2 separate regions of the Mus musculus genome follow, and region 1 is linked to region 2. The links are chromatin contacts, called in public HiChIP or PLAC-seq maps. All regions are on one chromosome and are shown on one strand. Each heading gives the region's core, a stretch centred on a gene start, on an enhancer-like site or on the middle of the called end of the contact. The rest is flanking DNA. Distances are from core to core; before and after follow the strand shown. Region 1 overlaps Gm30938 (a long non-coding RNA gene). Region 2 holds the start of Stpg4 (sperm tail PG rich repeat containing 4).

The links. HiChIP or PLAC-seq counts read pairs in DNA pulled down with a chosen protein or histone mark.
Region 1: a contact with region 2 is called in an H3K27ac HiChIP or PLAC-seq map of embryonic stem cells, with 8 read pairs. The contact joins the enhancer-like site here to the promoter of Stpg4 in region 2. A contact is called at or near these places in 3 of 39 promoter capture datasets (liver, macrophages and pre-B cells), 1 of 484 Hi-C or Micro-C datasets (the G1E-ER4 cell line), 2 of 115 datasets of contacts at active chromatin or transcription factors (CD8 T cells and embryonic stem cells) and 3 of 9 other capture datasets (adipose tissue, liver and pancreatic islet).

The regions. Positions count from the first base shown.
Region 1 is chr17:87,469,764-87,472,465 of GRCm38.p6, forward strand. Gm30938 (a long non-coding RNA gene) reads right to left here. Exons shown (of 4, transcript XR_385891.4): 3 at 1,934-2,028. Among named protein-coding and RNA genes, the nearest start is that of Gm30938, 3.5 kb to the right of the region's middle. Within about 2 kb of position 1,303, at least 23 of the 459 cell types and tissues checked have an H3K27ac peak or open chromatin away from gene starts, as enhancers often do. A contact at or near this core is called in the G1E-ER4 cell line and embryonic stem cells, where this site is marked.
Region 2 is chr17:87,426,324-87,429,023 of GRCm38.p6, forward strand. It overlaps Stpg4 (sperm tail PG rich repeat containing 4), which reads right to left and starts at 1,418. Exons shown (of 7, transcript NM_029298.1): 1 at 1,257-1,418. The coding sequence starts at 1,340.

The sequences.
Region 1 (2,702 bases), core at 53-2,552, 43 kb after region 2:
ATAGTGAAACCCAAACCATACATTTGCAACTATAAAATTCATGTTTCAGCTATGGGAACTACACCCACCTCTCCCACCACCCCTCTGCTGTGTGAACCAGGTCTACCTATCATCCTTCTCAAATATAGATTCCAAAATGCGGCCTTAGTCCAGTCAGCTATTATCTGGGTCAGAGCAAACTGTGATAAACAGCTACAGGGAGCCACCTCCTAAGGTGCAGTAAGACATTTACAGACAGGAATGTTTTACGCTAAGTGCGCACCTCAAAATGCATCTACTGGTCATGCTGGGAGGCCTACACTCAGAGGAAAATGGACAATAAGAAATGTTCTCAATGAAGCAGAGAAGTAAATGGAAAATGTAGGATACAGTTAACCCAGCACAGTCACTATGGAAGGCAGCTTTGCGTCCCTCCATAAATAACACATAAATAAATCTCCACACTCTGACAACTCCATTGCTGGGTATAAAACCTAAGAGAACTGAAAGCGGTTAAACAAACTTGTTTACAAATGTCGATGTCTACATCATCCACAACGGCGGAAAAGAATGAACAACCTAAATGTCCATCAAGGAATCAGTGAGTGACAATGGCCATTCAGTGGACTATTGATTATAGAGAGAAGCAAATACTGGTAGATGCCAAAGTGTAAATGGATCATGAAAACAGGAATTCAAGGCCAAGGGTTAGGAGCCCCGCCCCGCCCCGCCCTGCCCCACCCCGCCCCACCCCCATCACATGCAACTTCAGGAACAGAAAGGCAGAGGATGAGGAACGAGGAGGTGGAGAATGACAATGTGTACAGAGGTGTCACTGCAGTTCAGAGCATGATCTGCTCAGTCCTGGAGACCCCCAGGAGACCGCCAGAGACCACAAGGCCAATGTAGGCACATTAGAGTTCAGACTTGAAACACAATCCTCCCCGCAAGACCGATTAGGAATGCAATGCTCAGGTCTAGGGGCTTAGGGTTTATATAGGGGAAATGCACAAACAAGCTGGGGCCTTCAAGAACTGATAGCGTTTTGTTTTTTGTTTTTTGTTTTTTGTTTTTTTTTCCCAGACAAAAAAGAGAGACCGTATATCTAGAAAAGGCCCTCTTTGACCTGGAAAGGAGTAACTCGTTCTGTTATCAGTGGCCGGCCAGTGCGGTCTTTCCTGTTGTTGCGAGCTGGCTGTAGCTGTTTTTGACTGCTGGGAACGCTCGGTTGTCTCTTTCCCAGAGCCTAAGGGTGGGGGTCTTATCACTTCAAGGACATTAATTCTCTGCTTTCTCCAAAAGACAGGAGATAGCGATGCTGGAGGGAGAACTGGCTGCACTGGGGGTGGGGAGAGAAGGGTGGCTGCTGTTGCCTGACTGCCCCAGGGCTTACACTGAGGGGGAATGCTGGCTGCCTTTTGTTTCTTTAAGCATATGGCTTCAGAAGACAGGGGTTCAGACCCCAGCATCCTTAACAGGTGGCTCACAGCTATCACAAACTCTAGCACCCAGGCATTCAATACCCTCTCTGGCTTCTGTAGGGGCCAGTATCTACATGATGCTCATACATGCAAATAGACACAAATACATACATACACACCAAATAAAATAAGTCTTAGTGGATAGAAGATCTCCATGTGGGACCATTTAAAATGTTGAGCTTGGGTGTATGTTAAGCCTGAGAATCACAAGAGAAAGACCGGTTCCACAGATACTAGAATCCTAATCTTGTAAGTCATAATAAATCTAAATCCTCAGTGGATTTACCGTATAAGCCAGGAGACACTATCACTATCCCTGTCACTATCCCTGTCACTATCCCTGTCACTAACCCTGTCACTATCCCTGTCACTATCCCTGTCACTATCCCTGTCACTATCCCTGTCCAAAAAGCCCCTAACTCTCTCCTGCTTCCTCTCTTCCTCCATCCAACCCAGAAGTCCTGCCTACTCACCCAGTGATTGGTCCCTTTATTCATTGGGGGTGGGGTGGAGTTCACAAGAAGTCACCTGAGTATGCGACTCATCCGTTTGGTCCAGACAACCCTTCCTGAGAAAGCAGAATTAACATCAAAATACAGGCATCACCAGGGCCATTCACAACAAAAGGGCAAATCCATTAGACTGCCATAGTTTTCCATCAGGGCCAATCCGGGACAAGCACGCATCCTAACATATTTCCTGCCTCGGTACCTCCTGTCTACATGTGACCAAGCACATCTGGTTGGTGCAGTTGGGTCAAACAAACTTGTTTAGGGGAGTGAAAACATGAACAATACCCCCTCCACCCCCGGAATTCAGGAAGTGTCTGCCTTTGGGCCAGTGGTTTACAGGTTAGAAGTATTTTTATTCCATGGATTTCTTAGGCACAGTAGTTAACTCTTAAAACGTAAGCTGGTGATCATGTGAAGTGGTGCACACCCTGAATCAAGATCTCAAGATCAAGGCCAGTGCGGATCCTGTCTCAAAAGAACCAACTAACCAACCAACCAACCAACCAACCAACCAACCAACCAATGTCTGTAACTGAGAAGCAGTGATAGTTATATGCCATTTGAAACAGCAGGTATCTCCTGGGCTCCACACTTTAAACTGGCCAAAATGATAAATGTGGGTTTTATCACAATGGAAAGGGGAGAGGGGGCCTGCAAGATGACTCCCTTAGCAAAAGCATTGTTCCCTCTCTGGGGTCCACAAGGTAGAAAGAGAACTGACTCTTGTCCT
Region 2 (2,700 bases), core at 168-2,667:
GCAGGCGGATTTCTGAGTTCGAGGCCAGCCTGGTCTACAGCGTGAGTTCCAGGACAGCCGGGGCTACACAGAGAAACCTTGTCTTGAAAAACCAAAAAAAAAAAAAAAAAAAAAAAAAAAGAGAGAGAGAGAGAAAAGAAAGAAAGAAAGAAAGAGAGAGAGAGACAGAGAGAGAGAGAGACAGAGAGAGACACAGAGAGAGAGAGAGAGAGAGAGAGAGAGAGAGAGAAAGAAAGAAAGAAGAGAAAGAGAGAAGGAAACAGATGGATTGGGTATGCCTCAGTTTCCCTGGGTTTCCTGTCTCGACAGCAAGCACTTCATATAAACTTTTGATGACCTCAAGTTTTCTTCAGCCCCACTGTCCACAGAACCTGGGTGTTTGGGTTTTCTTTTTGTGCTATTACAAATCATGAAAATATCAAATTCTACTTTCAGTTTATAATATGAAATAGGGAATCTCAAGCAAGAATACCCAAAAGAATAATTGGTAAAAATGGCAGATGCGGCCCACCCTGTCTTCTAACTGAAATCAACTCCGTGAGTTCTGTAGTGCCACTGTGAACTACGTACATTCCTCTCAATAGCAAAAGAGTTTCCATGGTTTGATGCCATGCTAGACATCCAAATCAGTCTCCTCCCACCCAGCACACTCTTTTATTAGATTCCTGTTGATTTCTTAGTTGCACATTTTGCAGTCAGAAAGAAATTTTTCTCAGGCAGGTCAAAACAGGTTTCCCGCATCCTGCTCCAAAGCAGAGAAGGGAGGTAGGGCTGGGACGGACTGTCTTGACGGATTGACAAGACCAAATGAGCTGTCCCTTTGACCCAGACGAGCGGTTTATAATCCAACCACCTATCATTTTAGATTCACTTTAAAGGAGAACGTAAATGATAGGCTAAACATTCCTCATCCGATTTTTTTTTTTAATGTACTAAAGTAGGGAAGGCAGGGCAGGCAGAACTGCAAACTGCATTCTTTAACAGAGGCAAGCGAAAGGATGAAAATCTAATCCCTCTATTGACGCTAGTAAATTGTGGCGGGGAGGGTAGGGGTGGAGAAAGAAGGTAAGGGAAGTGGCAGAGAAAAAGAAAATCAAATCACAATCAAATAAAACAAAGAATCAGGCAGCTCCAGACTCGATAAGAGTCTCTCGGCAAGAAGGCTAAGCAGCTCGAGGGCCTGAAGTAGGGACGCGGAAAAGGCTCTGGGCTCCCTGAGCCCCGGCTGCGGAGCCACAAGGGGCAGGCTACCCTACCGCAGTCATGAGGAGCGGCTCCCCATGTCCCAGGTCTTCTCTTGGTACTGTGGTGGGGGCTATGACAACGGTTGGCTCGGCCATTGCGACCTCCTCTTGCCACGGGTCAGTGCTGGCAGCCGCGGAACCGCTAGGAACCGTGGCCACGGGCCGATTGATTCCAAGCCTGCGCGCGTGAAAGCCTCGTGCAGAAAGAATCCTGAAGGTCACCTCCAGTGGTGGGGACAGGGAAGCGAGGCACGAGGCAGGCATCAGCGAAGCTGACTCAGTAGACGGTCTTTGAGATGGCCATGTGTGTGAGTCATAAAATATAGGGGACTGTGAAGTTGCCCGAGTTCTTCGGTGTGTATAGACAGGCACCCCACAAACTCGACCATTCCCTCACCAATCACCATCAACCCCACATCCTAGAAGGAGAAACTGGTAGCATATTTAGCTTTAAGATCCCATTCTATCAAAACAACTTTGGGTTGGAATCGGGGCAATCCTGAACACTAGGCTAGCCCCTTGGCTATGACAGCAGGCCACCTACCCATCTCTTCCATAGGCCTTTTGCCCAGTGGGCCTCTCTGACCTTTTTGGCTGTAGCTTCTCAACCTAGAAAAAAAATTTTTTTAAACAAATAGCTTTTTAAAAAAATTATTTTATGTATGTATGTATGTATGTATGTATGTATGTATGTGAGTACACTGTTGTTGTCTTCAGACACAACACACCAGAAGAGGGCATCGAATCTCATTACAGATGGTTGTGAGCCACCATGTGGTTGCTGGGAATTGAACTCAGGACCTCTGAAAGAACCATGAGTGTTCTTAACCACTGAGCCAGTCTCTCTAGTCTCTTCCTCCCTCCCTCCCTCCCTCCCTCCCTCTCTCCTTCCCTCCCTTCTCTTTCTCTCTCTTTTAGATTTATGTATAAGCACTCTATCTGCATGTACACTTGTGTGCCAGAAAAGGGTATCAGGTTCCATTACAGATGGTTGTGAGCCACCATGTGGTTGCCGGGGATTAAACTCAAGACCTCTGGAAGAGCAGCCACTGTTCTTAACCACTGAGCCACCTCTCCAGCCCCAGAAAGATTTTTAAAAAGTTTTTCAACCTTATTTTCCATTTACGCTTCAGGCAACCCTCACAAGGCAGGCATTAATTGGTTCCATCTGAAGAATGAGGACAGCTTCCTCCGACAGTGACACTATGACACCCGGAAGCCCAAGAATTCAAACCCAGCTCTGGCCAGCTCCAAATCGTCTCTGCCCTCAACAGCATGAGGTTTTGGTTTCTCACCACCAACTTTCAAGAGTGAGTACACTCTGAGATGACCACCAAGAGCAGCAGCAGCAGTGGAGTACAGGCAGCTGGAGCCTAGAGGATGATGCGTGTGCTACAAAGGGCATGGCTGGAGAAGTGACCCAAGTCCTTGGAGGAGCCCAGAAGATCGTGAGTTG